Regions from separate parts of the Muntiacus reevesi genome. Here all the other regions are linked to region 2. Evidence: chromatin contacts called from public Hi-C data. All regions are on one chromosome and are shown on one strand. The core of a region is the stretch at or near the end of the contact, and the rest is flanking DNA. Distances in the headings are between cores, read along the strand shown. Region 1 holds the start of EGLN1 (egl-9 family hypoxia inducible factor 1). Region 2 holds the start of TSNAX (translin associated factor X). Region 3 holds the start of EXOC8 (exocyst complex component 8).

What was found. A called contact is a pair of places that touch in the nucleus more often than the background predicts.
Region 1: a contact with region 2 is called in a Hi-C map of blood, with 2.2 times the contacts expected there. The contact joins the promoter of EGLN1 here to the promoter of TSNAX in region 2. A contact is called at or near these places in 2 of 3 Hi-C or Micro-C datasets (blood and muscle).
Region 3: a Hi-C map of blood shows a contact between it and region 2, with 2.8 times the contacts expected there. The contact joins the promoter of EXOC8 here to the promoter of TSNAX in region 2. A contact is called at or near these places in 2 of 3 Hi-C or Micro-C datasets (blood and muscle).

Annotation. Positions count from the first base shown.
Region 1 is chr2:89,646,392-89,650,923 of mMunRee1.1, forward strand. EGLN1 (egl-9 family hypoxia inducible factor 1) reads left to right here and starts at 1,322. Exons shown (of 5, transcript XM_065922313.1): 1 at 1,322-2,610. The coding sequence starts at 1,702.
Region 2 is chr2:89,509,798-89,514,563 of mMunRee1.1, forward strand. TSNAX (translin associated factor X) reads right to left here and starts at 2,538. Exons shown (of 6, transcript XM_065922310.1): 1 at 2,383-2,538; 2 at 1,840-1,944. The coding sequence starts at 2,398.
Region 3 is chr2:89,724,808-89,729,894 of mMunRee1.1, forward strand. It overlaps EXOC8 (exocyst complex component 8), which reads left to right and starts at 1,525. Exons shown (of 1, transcript XM_065922311.1): 1 at 1,525-5,087. The coding sequence starts at 1,666. The coding sequence ends at 3,843. It overlaps SPRTN (SprT-like N-terminal domain), which reads right to left and starts at 1,421. Exons shown (of 5, transcript XM_065922312.1): 1 at 836-1,421. The coding sequence starts at 1,056.

The DNA of each region.
Region 1 (4,532 bases), core at 72-2,571, 140 kb after region 2:
AAGACTAAAAATCTAAATCACAGCCCTTTTTATTCTAAAAATAAATGGCAGGCAGAAAGAAACACCCTTGGCTTATTTCTGGTAAGGTTTTTATGTTCTATAAAAGAAAGAATTGTATTCATCAGCATAGCACATATTTTAATAACATATTTTTGTTTAAGAAGTCGTAAATGTAGTAACGCTTATTTGCCACCCCTCTTGCCCCCGCCCCCATCCACTTTTCAGGAGTCGTTGCAGCAGTTTTGAGCTTAAGTGCCTGAATGTGGACACTGAAGTGAGCATTGAAGTGAAGTCGCTCAGTCATGTCCGACTCTTTGCGACCCCGTGAACTGTAGTCCACCACGCTCCTCCGTCCATGGGATTTTCCAGGCAAAAGTACGGGAGTGGGTTGCCATTTCCTTCTCCAGAGGATCTTCCAGACCCAGGGATCGAACCCAGGTGTCCCGCATTGTTGGCAGACGCTTTACCATCTGAGCCACCAGGGAAGTCCTAAAAGTGAGCATTGATTACCTTAATTAACTAGGTAGCCAAACATTTTTTCACGAGGTTTTAAACTCGGCAAGATTTCACAGGGCTTAAAAATGGTGGTTTTTTTTGTTGTTGTTGTTGTTGTTGTTGTTTTAAAATCACACTTCAGTACCTTTAAATTTGGCTCAAAATGGGCACAGGGGCTTGGGTTGACACCACACAATACTTATTTTTGCTTTTAACTATTTCAGGCCTTCTTGAAATACAATACACCTTGTTTTCGTGTAATGGAAAAAGAAGCCTTGGAATCTTGCAGAATCTGATTCCTGGATTCAGTTCCAGTTCTGCGTGACCTTGGGCAAGTTTCTTTACTTCTCTGAATTTCCGTTTCCTCCGACGCAAGGCGACGATGGCAACAGCCACCTTGCAACCTAGTCTGGAGCGCGCCTGGAACACACCCAGTTGGTCCCACACAAACAGCAGCCATATTAAGGCCGCCCAGCTCCGCGGCGACTCCGCGGCCGCGCTCTGCCCAGCAGGTGTAGGCACCGTGCGGGGCGCGGGTCCCGCTGCGGCGGCGCGGCCCCCATCCTTCCGCCGCTCGCGGGCCTGCCCCTCCGCGTCCCCGGCCCGCTCGGGGCAGGGTCGGCGGGGGCGGGGGGCGCCGGAGCCGGCTCGGAGGCCCGGCTGGCCGAGTGCGGGAGCGCGGAGGCGGCCCCGGCGCCGCCCCGGCCCAGGCGCGAACGCGCGGCGGCCGCCCCCTCGGCCCTCCCCTCGGCCTGCCCCGCCCCCCGCCTCGCGCGCCGCCCGCCCGGGTCGCCGCGGGGCCGTGGTGTACGTGCAGAGCGCGCAGAGCGAGTGGCGCCCGCACGCCCTGCGCTGCTCCGCCGGCCGGGCCGGCCGCCCGGAACGCTGAGGCGGCGGCGGCCAAGGCGGCGGGTCTTGCGCGCCGGGCCCGCGTGCCCGAGCGGAGGGCGCCGTCCGCCGCGCAGGCCGCGCTCTCTCAGCCCGCGGCGGTGATGAGGCGCTGAGGCGGCGGCCGGCGCTGCGCGGCGCGACCGAAGGACGAGGACGCGGCCGGGCCGAGGGCGCGGGGCGCCGGTCTCCTGAGGCGAGGGGCGGCGGGCGCATGGCGCAGTGACGGCCCCTGCCGCTTCGCCCGCTCGCCGGCCCCAGGCTAGGCCGTCCGGCCGCCACCCCTCCTGCTCGGCCGCCGCCTCCACCGCTGCCGCCATGGCTAATGACAGCGGCGGGCCCGGCGGGCCGAGCCCGAGCGAGCGAGACCGGCAGTACTGCGAGCTGTGCGGGAAGATGGAGAACCTGCTGCGCTGTAGCCGCTGCCGCAGCTCCTTCTACTGCAGCAAGGAGCACCAGCGCCAGGACTGGAAGAAGCACAAGCTCGTGTGCCAGGTCGGCGAGAACGTTCCTGCCCCCAGCACGGGCCAAGCGCAGCAGCCGGGCCGCGCGCCGCCGCCCAGGGCCGCCGGAGTCAGGGAGGCCAGGAAGGCGGCGCCGCGCCGGGACCGAGCCGTCGAGGCCGCGGGCCCGCGGGCCTCCGGAGACGCGGCCAAGGCGAAGGCGAAGGCGAAGGCCAAGCCCACGGCCGACCCCGCGGCGGCCGCGTCCCCGCCCCGCGCGGCCCCCGGCGGCCAGGGTCGGGTAGCGGCGGCCGCCGAGGCGGAGTCCGCGAAGGAGGAGCTGCTGGCCCGCCCGTCGCTGTACCAGGAGAAGGCGAACCTGTACCCGCCGAGTAACGCGCCGGGCGAGGGGCTGAGCCACGGCGGCCTGCGGCCCAACGGGCAGACGAAGCCGATGCCGGCACTGAAGCTGGCGCTGGAGTACATCGTGCCCTGCATGAACAAGCACGGCATCTGCGTGGTGGACGACTTCCTGGGCAAGGAGACCGGCCAGCAGATCGGCGACGAGGTGCGCGCCCTGCACGATACGGGCAAGTTCACGGACGGGCAGCTGGTCAGCCAGAAGAGCGACTCGTCCAAGGACATCCGAGGCGATAAGATCACCTGGATCGAGGGCAAGGAGCCCGGCTGTGAAACCATCGGGCTGCTCATGAACAACATGGACGACCTGATCCGCCACTGTAACGGGAAGCTGGGCAACTACAAAATCAATGGCCGGACGAAAGTAAGTGTGTGCTAGGGGTGGGCGCGGGGCGAGCAGCGCGGTTGCTGTGTGTGAAAGGGATTTCCTTCTTGTGCAGCAACCCGTGGAGAAAACGGATATCATCCACCTACTCCCGGTGCACACACTTTGTCTAATTGCATGGTCTTCTGGCTAAACTTAGGCTCCCCTTGAACGCTGCTGTTTTGTGTACACTGTTTTAGTCGCTTCAGACGTCGCTGGAGTTGTAGCCGCGCGATGGGGATTATCGGAGTGCAACCCGGAGCAAGTGCTGGGTTCTACCTCGGGCTGGTGTTTGCATCGGCTCTTAAAGTCCCCATGCGCTTTGAACCACTCATCAGACTCTGGCTTACACCAGTGTTTAGTTAAGAATCTGCCAACTGACCAAGAAAAGGTACATCTAAAATAAAATAAGCATGTAGGCCAAAGACTCCTTGCATTCAGGAAGAGCTTGACTTCTCCCCTCCCCCTCTTAGAGCTCGCATCCATCTCCCTGTCCCTACTGTTTTGAAACCCATTACTAAACAGGAGAAGAAGTATTTCCGTTTTCAGACCTCTCTGTGTAGGTAGGTTACATTTTTAGCATAGGTTTCCTTTATTTGCTTTTGTTAGTATAATCCCTGTGTTGAAAAAGAACTGTTTAGCTTCCTGGAAAAAAATACGGAATTGGAGCAAAGAGGGAGGGCTCTAACATCTCAATTTGATGAAATCTCTTTGTTTTCTCTTTACAGTTGTAGATTTTCCCCTAACAGTTTCTTTCATTCCTACCGGGTCTAATCCCTCTTACCCCCTCAGTGCAGTAAATGATAAACTCTTTCCTTCTTTGTACTCTCTTTCCATTTGACTCCCCAGATCTTAGTCTGTCTTTTCTTTGTATCCAGTTCCACTCCCGGCCACTCTACTCCACTTTCTTCCACCATCCATCTCTGTCTGATATTGTGAGTTTGAGGAGATTGTTTAAAGAGGTCATCACACGTGGGTGTTTATACAGACACTGACTCTTCCCAGTAGTTCTTTTGTGTGTGTCACATCGTCTGTTTTGACAGTGGTTATGTGTGACTCAAGGCTGAGCATAGGCAATAAGGAAAGTTCTAAACATGAGAATTGGGTGAGAAAATACAATGTAAAGTCGAATTTATGAACTGCTGCTTCCTTGCTGGATGAAGGCACATGTCTTAATACAGTCTCAAAAAAAAAAGTTGAACGCTTACTTAACTTTAAGCTGGAAGGAAAAAGGGGCCTGATTAAACCTCACCTTTGGTCTTTAATGAAATTTTCATTTATATGCATGTATGTGCTTCAACTTTAGTATGAACCAAATCTGAATATAGTCATGAACTCTATAGCAGGGAAAGCTTGAAGGCATATTGATATAACAGTACGAAACTGACCAAAGTATGTATGTAGTTGGGGCACAAGCTTAAGGTGAAGTCATGAAAAAGATAGTGTCCTAAATCTTCCTTGATCTGCTTTCCTTAGTTAATTTAGCTTTCCAAATTAAGCTAAATCCTCTTCTCTCCGATCTTCCTGTTTTTAACTGTCCTTCTCAGGGAAGGGATAGCAGTCAGCCCAGCTCTTACAAAAGTGTCTCCTAATGGGGAGGCTGTTAGAAAATAGCCACCCCCTTCCTCAGGAGTGCCTGTGGCTGAAGGGCCATTGAGGTTTTCAATCACCTGACTGCACAGATCATGTGAAGGAAGGATGGATTTTAAACTCTTGAGATTTGATCTTACGCTTGCTTGCCTTAATTTTAGGGACACAGTTTCAGGATCTTGAATAGTCTCAGGGACTGCCTTTCATTGTACTTCTTGGATGAGAGAGATTTCGGTAATCTTGTTTGTGTGATTTTAAGCATTCCTAAAAGAAATTGAAGATGCTTGCTTTCAGGAATGGGAAGGCAGTCAAATGACCAGCCACCATATAAT
Region 2 (4,766 bases), core at 1,288-3,787:
CCCCATGGACTGCAGACCCACAGGATATTCTGTCCATGGGATTTTACAGGAAAGAACTCCTGAGTGGGTTGCCATTTCCTACTCCAGAGACTCTTCCCGACCCAGGGATCAAACCTATGTCTCTTGCATCTCCTGCATAGGCTGGCAGATTCTTTACCACTAGCACCACCTGGGAAGAACTTGCTAGAACACAGATGTTCAATAAATACGTCCTGACTAAATGGGTGGATGTTCAATGAATGCAATGTCTGTCACCAAATTTGCTTGGGAGGAAAATCAGAAAAAAAAAATCAGAGAAGTAGGAAGAAGCTACTTGGAATGGGTCTTAAAAAAAAAACTATAGTACTTCAGCTGGGCAATGGGGGCACCAAGCTAGAAGCTATTCCAAGCCTAAAGAACTATGAAGACAAAGGCAGGTAGAAACAAAGACAGCAAAATATGCTTGGAAACAAGCAATGGAGTGTGTGAGCCCATAACGATAGGGAACACCTGACCCAGCGTAGTTTCTCCACTGTGTATGTAGCTCTATCAATACGCTCTTTCCTCAATCACAAGTAGTTGTCTTACACCATTGAAGATCACTGTTATGTGCTGTGACAATCTTCAAATATGTCCACAATTTACTTAATACTCCTCCTTTCAAAAAGCGGCACCTAATTCCCGTTCTCTCAAACATGAGGTTGAGTTTTAATTCATTTCAAACTAATAAGCTATAGCAAAAGTGACATGTATGATATCCAAGATTAGGATATAAGAGAACTGTGGTCTTCTCCTCCCTTCCTCTATCTGAGGAAGACAAATGCTGTAACACAAGGACACTCAAGTAGTACCATGGAGGGGTCCACATGGAGGAACACAGAGCTGACTGCTAGCAGAAGACCTAAGTGACTGACAGTTGTGGATCCTTCAACTCAAGTCTTCAGATGACTCCAAGTTATCTGAACCAACAGCTAACTCAGCCTCCCTTGGATTCCTGAACTACAGAAACTATAAAGAAAAGGATGCTGGGGGAATTCTCCGCTGGTCCAGTGGTTAGCTCTCTGCGATTTTACTGCAAAGGAGCATGGATTCAATCCCAGGTAGGGGAACTAAGATCTTGCCTGCCACAGTGTGTCCAAAAAAAATAGCATGCTGGACAGAAGACAAGAGTTACATGAATTTTGTTTTATATTTTGTTTTGCAATGAGGAACAATTTTCCCAAGTTAATACACTGAGAAAAGAGAATTGGGGAATAAATATTCACGTATAATTTACATGCAGTTGAGCGCCCACTCTCTGCAAAGAGGTATAGTGAAAACAAAAATACAGCATTTCCCTCCTGATTCAGTAGTTGAGACTTCACCACCCAATGAAGAGGGTGTGAGGTTGATGCCTGGTCGGGAGTCCCACATGCCTCACGGCCAAAAAATCAAAACATAAAATAGAAGTAGTTATTATAACAAATCCAATAAAAACTTTAAAAATGTTCCACATCAAAAAAATCTTTAAAAAAACAAAAAGTCTCCAAAAGCCTAGTGGAGAAAACAAAACCAATACACGTTAAAAATTAAATAACCAAATATCCGTATGTATACTGCTGAGATGTATGTTTGTGTATCAGGCGTACAGGAATTTTCAGTCATGTGGCAGGTCTGATGTTAATTAATGTTTACCTGTGAAACTTAAAAGGGAAAAAAAAGTCAAGACTTCTGTAATCTCAATTTTCATAGCAGACCGAGCACCACTGCAAAACCTCCAGGAAAAGTCTCAAGAGACTGAAGCATAACATAGATACGTGATCCTTTTTACAACCTCTTTAGTTCTCTTCCCTTCACCCGTTTACATGATAGAGAACTTACATTTGAAGGCCAACATCACAGGTGAAGATGAATTAACATCCTTCCCTTCTCTTCTCTGGTTATGTGGGAAATTGTCATGCTTCCTTTTCCTGAACCCTCCTGATCCTTACATAGAGAAGGAAAAAAAGGTTGGACAGGGCTCTCCCATCGCCAGGACTTGACAACACCTATTAGAGGTAAACCCCTTTCTTCCTTAAAACCAGACCTCCCCTGGGCCGTCATCGCAGAGACTTTCTCAGCAAACGAACAGAAATGCAGCCCTACCTTCCCCGACCACCTCCCAAACGTTAAGCTCATCCAAACCTCCCACAATGGGTTCCCTGATCTGGAACAACACGGGGCAATTACCGAACTAAGATAAAAATGGCTCGAGGATTAAGGAAAAGAGGTAAGTAGGACCAATGTGGCCGGGGAAATCACCAGGGCCGCCGCCCCCCGAGTCTGCGAGGGGAGAAAGCATCTTTCAACGGTGGGAAGTGGAAAATGCGACCAAAAGTCTGGATTAAATAAATAAATCACGCCCAAAGCTATTGAGGATGCCACCTTCTTTGCTGCTCATGTCTTCACGGCCTACGGCGAGAAGAGAGAAGACTAAGCGCCTCGGGGCGAGCAGGGTAACGCGCGGCGGCGGCCGAAAGCCCTCAGCAGCGCCCGGTACAGCCGGCCGACGTCAACGCACTAGCCGGAAGCGCGCGCCAGCAACCACTCAGGCTTCCCTCTTCGCCCGCGCACACTTCCGGCCGCGTCCCCGCCCCGCCTCCGCTGCCTCTGCCCTGCGCTTGGCCCGAGGACCTCGCGCCCGGGCGCTGTTGTCGCAGCTGCCCTCTGCTGCGCCTGAAGACAGAAGCGACTTTACACACTTTTCCGTATTAGCTGTTCAGAAAAAAAGACGACTGCATCCCTCTGAGAGTGAGAGCAGTGTGAAGGCTGGAAAGCGACGAAAGATGTATGATTTTTTTTTTTTTTCTTTTTCTCAAGGCGCCTTTGGAACACCCTCGCGTGCGCCCCCGCATGGGCCCCTGGCCCCCGCGCGGTGCATAGTGGGGATTGTAGTTCGCCGCTAGAGGCGGCTCTGCGGCGCCGGGGAACCTGCGGGTGAGAAAGGGAGCATCCCCGCGTCTCCTCTGCGACGGTTTTCTTGTGATCGAGGCTGAACCTTACCGAGATAGGAGTCTTTTCCGTTCCTGGCAGTGACGCCAGCAGCTAAAGCGATGAAAATATGCATATCAATCAGTGCAAGACGTTGCTGGTTCTTTCTCCCCTGTGTGTCCTCCTCCCGCCCCTCCCTCTCCCCCTCTCCCTCCCTCTTCCTGTGCCCGCCGTTGTGCTCCTCTCCGGAATGCCTGCTTTCGCGGTGGTCTCCGTCGCTGAGTGACTGTGTAACCTTAAGGAAGTAATTCATCTCTAGCTCAATTTCTTCATCTGTAAAATAGGGGTAAATTTGGACCCGTCTCGTAGGATTATTTGACCATTAAATGAGTTACCACTAAGAAGCGCAGAAGAGTCTTTCAGATAGTAAAGTCTCAGTTAAAGATTAGCTTTGATACCCTTCTTCCCACCGTCACTTTCCAAAAGGAACATGCGCTCCAGCATCCTTAGGGTAGAGCTCAGGCTGAGGCTTGGTTAGTTGGACGGCCTGGGGCGGGTTGGGAAAACACAAGTACTATATTAGTACGTTTTCCCTAAATAACCTCTTTATTGTGGGCACTCTATATACACAGTCTTTCCTCCTTGTTTACTTAGTAACAAAGGAGCAGTGATTGAAATGAAATAACTTGGCAGTGATTTCTAGCGCCTGACAGACCTGTGTCATAGGAAGGTTTTCTGTTCTAGCTAATCTCTAGGGTCTCTTCAGCTCTGGAGCAAGAAGCTTGGGAAACACCACCCATTACGTCTCTGCAGCTTTGAATACATGTATCAATTAGCCAGATTCCTTGTGGATAAAGTAGGCTCCTGAAGACCTCGACTGAACTGCTTTGCTGATGTACTGAGCTGCTTTGCTGATGATGTTGGTCGTAAAATTCCGAGTTTGTGTGAAGTCTGATCCTACTGACCCTTATCCAGTGGTCTTCTACTCTTTGATTAGAGATGGCTTGACCATGACAAAAAAAAAAGAGAGAGACAACTTTCATATAATTGTAATCATTTTAACGGGACTCCTACATCCAAGGAAGCTACTTATTTAGAGTTAGTGCTTACTTGAACTATATAGTGGGAAAAGGGTATTTTTCCCCACTCCGCTGGTATAGCAGCTCATAAGACCTCAGCTTTCCAAAACCTGGATCCATCATATCCTTTTCTTTCTCCAGTCACCACTCCTGTTCATCTGTTCAACTCAGCAGTGTTTCTTGAACTGCTTTTCACTGGTCTCTCATAAGTATAAGGATTAGAACACTAAGTTTCATAACCTATAATGATGCCTCAAAGTGTAATACTTAATGGAGATGAATCCCAGGAATATTTTCCCAGTACTCATTTGCATATGTCTTTACCCCAGGTGTCCCAGCTGTAACTACTCTTTTGTCAGGAAATGCCTCTTAACCTGTGTGGCACCTGCAGAAGGCATCTCCACCCTGTCTCCTTGTTTTATTGCTGCAAATGCATATGCACAGTTTTGGTACTTAGTGGAACATATTTCCTTTTGTTTCTAAGGGAAAGCTACCACCCTAAGTTGGGGAAAGGAAGGTAAAAGATTTTCAGTAAGATTCCACTTCTGGAATGGTGTTCTTTCCTCCTCATATTGCATTCTATCTACCCACATTTGACTGTATAAAGTCCTACACCTTTTAAATGCACCTGTTTTTATTCAGTCCATAAATCCTCAACATTTGTCACCTTTACAGGAAAAAATACCACATGCAAAAATTGGTTTCGGTTACTTAGGAAAGCACAGCCAAGTAACAGATGAAATGCAGGCCATCACAAGA
Region 3 (5,087 bases), core at 275-2,774, 210 kb after region 2:
ATGCTTTGATATCAATTCAAAAAACAAGTACAGTGGTATACAACAACTTCTTAGACTTACTTGTTAACTCCGTTCATATACCGGGGTACATTATCTCAAATCAGAATTTCTCAAACCTGGAGTGTCAGAAAGGGATCCTTTTAGAGGCATCCCTTTAGATCCCCTGGATCCAGAAATATGGGAACATGAGCACCTTCCCCACTCTGGGGCTCCGGAGCTCACAGCTAAGTACACCACACAATGTGTCCCTGGCACTCTCTCTTGGGGCAGATTCTGGCTGTTTCTCCCACCTGGATCCTAAAGCACACCCCTAAGACAAATTAGAAAAGCGTTAACTTGCTTTTTAGTAACCGTTAAGGGCCTTTGGACTGTGCTGTGTACTTAGTCGCTCAGTTGTGTCCGACTCTGAGACCCCACGGACTGTATGAAGCCCGCCAGGCTCCTCTGTTCATGGGATTCTCCAGGCAAGAATACTGGAATGGGTTGCCATGCCCTCCTCCAGGGGATCTTCCCGACCCAGGAATCAAACACAGGTCTCCCAGGTCTCAGGCGGATTCTTTAACGTTTGAGCCACCAGGGAAGCCCTTTCTAGTGAAGTGAGATTCAAAGAAACACAATTTTTCTCTCAGTGCGCCCCTTACAAGTCAAGCCATCGCGGGATGGGCCACGGGGCTTTCTTGAAGTCGTTTAAGGTGAGAAGGGAAGGGGCTGGAAGGAAGATAATCCCTGTGGGGCCGCCTGCCCCAAATCCAGAGCCCGGGCTAACGCCCCGGGACCGGGAGGGGCGACAGAAGGGCCGCCGGCGGCCCCGTCCACAGCGGGGCCCGGGACTCACAGCGTCATCCGCACGCTCCACTTCACCTCGACCGCCTCCAGTTGGCCCCAGAAGAAACGGTCGTTGAACAGAACAAACAGGGCCTGTAAGTCAGGGGTGGGGTCCACCAACTCCCAGGACGCGTCGACCAGCGACAGGGGCTCCTGGACCGGTTCGCGCTCCGAGACCTGCAAGTTCCACTCCTCCTGAAGCTGTAGTGCCAAAACCAGGTCCTCATCCATGGCTGCCGAGGCCCAGAGGGGGTGACTCCACGTCCGGGGCGGGGGGGGGGGGGGGGGGCGTCTGAGGGTCCGGTCGCACGCTTAGGAGATACGGGCTTTCTGGCCAGTTCGCCGATCTCGCGAGACTCAGGGAAAACGGGCTCGACAACGATAACTTAGCTTGTCCCAAACGCCGAAGTCAAGATTCTGGGCCTTAAAAAAAAGAACTCAGCGTGACACCACCTATGGGCTCAAAACTAGGGTTGAAGGTTTCAGATACCTGGTTACAGTCTTTACGGTTCGCGAGTCACGTCAAACACCAACGACACACTCCGCCCACACGTAGCCCCTCGTAGTACCTACATCTCTCTGCCCCGCCCTCCACTTACTTCCGCAATAGCTTCTCCAGCGTAGGAGCCCTAGGCCCCTGAAGCTACTGCGCAGGCGCACGTCGGCACTCGGCTCCTTGCGCAGGCGCAGTGACTGAAGTTCAAACCCGGGCGCAGGCGTATTCGTCTCTCTTCCATCCTGCTTCCTTAGCCCTGGAGTTTGTCCCGGCTTGGGTGGGCCTCCACAGCGGCGGCACCGGCCACGGCGGTAGTGACAGGGAGTGCGTGAGTCCGGACGGAAATGGCGATGGCGATGTCAGACAGTGGGGCGAGCCGGCTGCGGCGGCAGCTCGAGTCAGGCGGCTTCGAGGCGCGGCTGTACGTGAAGCAGCTCTCGCAGCAGTCGGACGGGGACCGGGACTTGCAGGAGCACCGACAGCGCATCCAGGCGCTGGCGGAGGAGACGGCGCAGAACCTGAAGCGCAACGTCTACCAGAACTACCGGCAGTTCATAGAGACGGCCCGTGAGATCTCCTACCTGGAGAGCGAGATGTATCAGCTCAGCCACCTGCTGACGGAGCAGAAGAGCAGCCTGGAGAGCATCCCGCTTACCCTGCTGCCGGCTGCCGCTGCCGCGGGCGCCGCCGCCACCTCTGGAGGGGAGGAGGGAGGAGGTGGCGCGGGGGGCCGCGACCACCTCCGTGGCCAGACCGGCTTTTTCCCCAGCCCCGGGGGCGCCTCCCGGGACGGTTCTGGGCCAGGCGAGGAAGGAAAGCAGCGAACCCTCACCACCCTGCTTGAGAAGGTGGAAGGCTGCAGGCACCTGCTGGAGACGCCAGGACAGTACCTAGTGTACAATGGTGACCTGGTGGAATACGAGGCGGACCACATGGCCCAGCTGCAGCGGGTGCACGGCTTTCTCATGAACGACTGTTTGCTGGTGGCCACCTGGCTGCCACAGCGGCGGGGGATGTATCGCTACAACGCCCTCTATCCCCTGGATGGTTTGGCTGTGGTCAATGTCAAGGACAACCCACCCATGAAGGACATGTTCAAGCTGTTAATGTTTCCCGAGAGCCGTATTTTTCAGGCAGAAAATGCAAAAATCAAACGGGAGTGGCTGGAAGTGCTGGAGGAAACCAAGAGGGCCCTCAGTGAAAAAAGACGCAGGGAACAGGAGGAGGCAGCGGCCCCTCGCGGGCCACCCCAAGTGACCCCCAAGGCCAGTAACCCGTTTGAGGACGAAGACGACGACGAACCAACTGTTCCCGAGATAGAAGAAGAGAAGGTGGACCTCTCAATGGAATGGATCCAAGAATTGCCTGAAGACCTGGATGTCTGTATTGCCCAGAGGGACTTTGAAGGTGCCGTTGACCTGCTGGATAAATTGAACCATTACCTAGAAGACAAGCCCAGCCCACCTCCTGTCAAAGAACTGAGGGCGAGAGTGGATGAGCGTGTCCGCCAGCTCACCGAGGTGCTAGTTTTTGAACTCTCCCCGGATCGGTCCCTGAGAGGTGGTCCCAAGGCGACCCGCAGGGCAGTTTCTCAACTAATCCGACTTGGCCAGTGCACGAAGGCTTGTGAGCTGTTTCTGAGAAACAGGGCGGCTGCTGTGCACACCGCAATACGCCAGCTCCGCATTGAAGGGGCCACCTTACTCTACATTCATAAGCTATGCCACGTTTTCTTTACCAGCCTTCTGGAGACCGCCAGGGAATTTGAGACCGACTTTGCAGGCACCGACAGTGGCTGCTACTCTGCCTTTGTGGTCTGGGCGAGGTCAGCCATGGGCATGTTCGTGGATGCTTTCAGCAAGCAGGTGTTCGATAGTAAGGAGAGCCTCTCCACAGCGGCTGAGTGCGTCAAAGTGGCGAAGGAGCACTGTCAGCAACTGGGCGACATCGGACTCGACCTCACCTTCATCATCCACGCCCTTCTGGTGAAAGACATCCAAGGAGCCTTGCATAGTTATAAAGAAATCATCATCGAAGCCACTAAGCATCGCAACTCCGAGGAGATGTGGAGGAGGATGAACTTGATGACTCCAGAGGCCCTGGGGAAACTCAAAGAGGAAATGAAGAGCTGTGGGGTGAGTAATTTTGAACAATACACGGGGGATGACTGCTGGGTGAACCTGAGTTACACGGTGGTCGCGTTCACCAAGCAGACCATGGGCTTCTTAGAAGAGGCACTGAAGCTGTATTTCCCAGAGCTGCACATGGTGCTTTTGGAGAGCCTGGTGGAGATCATTCTGGTTGCTGTCCAGCATGTGGATTACAGCCTTCGGTGTGAGCAAGATCCAGAGAAGAAAGCTTTTATCAGACAGAACGCATCCTTTCTGTATGAAACAGTCCTCCCCGTGGTGGAAAAAAGGTTTGAGGAGGGTGTGGGGAAACCTGCCAAGCAACTCCAGGACCTGAGAAATGCCTCCAGACTGATTCGCGTGAATCCCGAAAGTACAACGTCAGTGGTCTGACACCTGGACCTGTTTATGTGTAGCCCTACAGATTGCTTATATATTATTTATATTTATATTAAGTTGTATTAGCATATTCTTTATACTCTCAAACACATCTTAAAAGATGCTCTCTCAGATAGAAATGCAAAATCAAAGGAAAAAAATGTTAAGCCCATATAACAAAAACATTGGAATTATTAAAATAACTAATATGCCTTCCTTTTAAGGTATGCTAACTCTCTAGTGAATATATTGTCACAGTATAGCGTTTCAGCTTATCCTTTGACTCAACACACTTTCTCACAGTATAGATTATGCGGTGCAGATAGAACAGTGTCTGTAAATACACAGAGTATGTAGTGAAAGTCTCCCAGTTCACTGAAATATTAGGTTTCTGAAAGGATACAGTGCCATATAAAACACCCTGCTTCATATTCTTGTGGACCGTAAAATGTGTTTGAACAGTTTAGGGGAAAGGGAAGGAGTTGAGAAAATTGGCTTTAGGGTAAACTTTGGTCAACAGAATTCCTTCATGAAAGTAGCTAGTGTGCGGAGTCTAATACTCCAGTCCTTATAGTTCACAAGAGGAAGCTTTTGTAAACACAGTTTAGCAAGCATTTACAACCTGATTTAAATGGTTCATTTGTTGTAGCTGCTAATTAGCAGCTTGATAACACTTGATTTGGGTGCATTTACTTGAAAATCTGAAGAACTGTGATAAAATTTTTCTTTGTACATATCTCTGAGTTGTCTAAAGTTCCAGCTGGAGCTTTTCCTTGTCATGTTAAGAATAATAAAGGTAACAAGACACATTGTTAATAATAAAGATAACCCACTTTTAGTGTGGGTTACATAAAGTGAATCAGACTTCATGCAAATGAGAGCAAAGTTTTCACTGAAATACTTACTTGGATTTCAGGGTCTGGGTGGTTAGGAAATTAGGGAAAATCATATGCAGACGCCATAGCATTCTCAAGTGTGACTGCTTTGAGCAGAGATTTGTTTTTTCTGGCTAAGAGGAAAACAGAAAAGTGCCCATTAAACTATTGTATCTATTGCATATTGATTATATGGCCTTCCTCATACCTGGAGAGAAACTGCTAAGACCCATTTTTCCCCAGCTTCTAGTTATCATTCTTGTCCATAAGTGTCATTTCTGATGTCAATGACTTCGAAAGGTCATTTCTTTTATCTGAATGAAAATAGTGGTATTAAGACTGTGGAAATTATGTAAAACCTGAGATAGTTTTTAATAGCAGCTG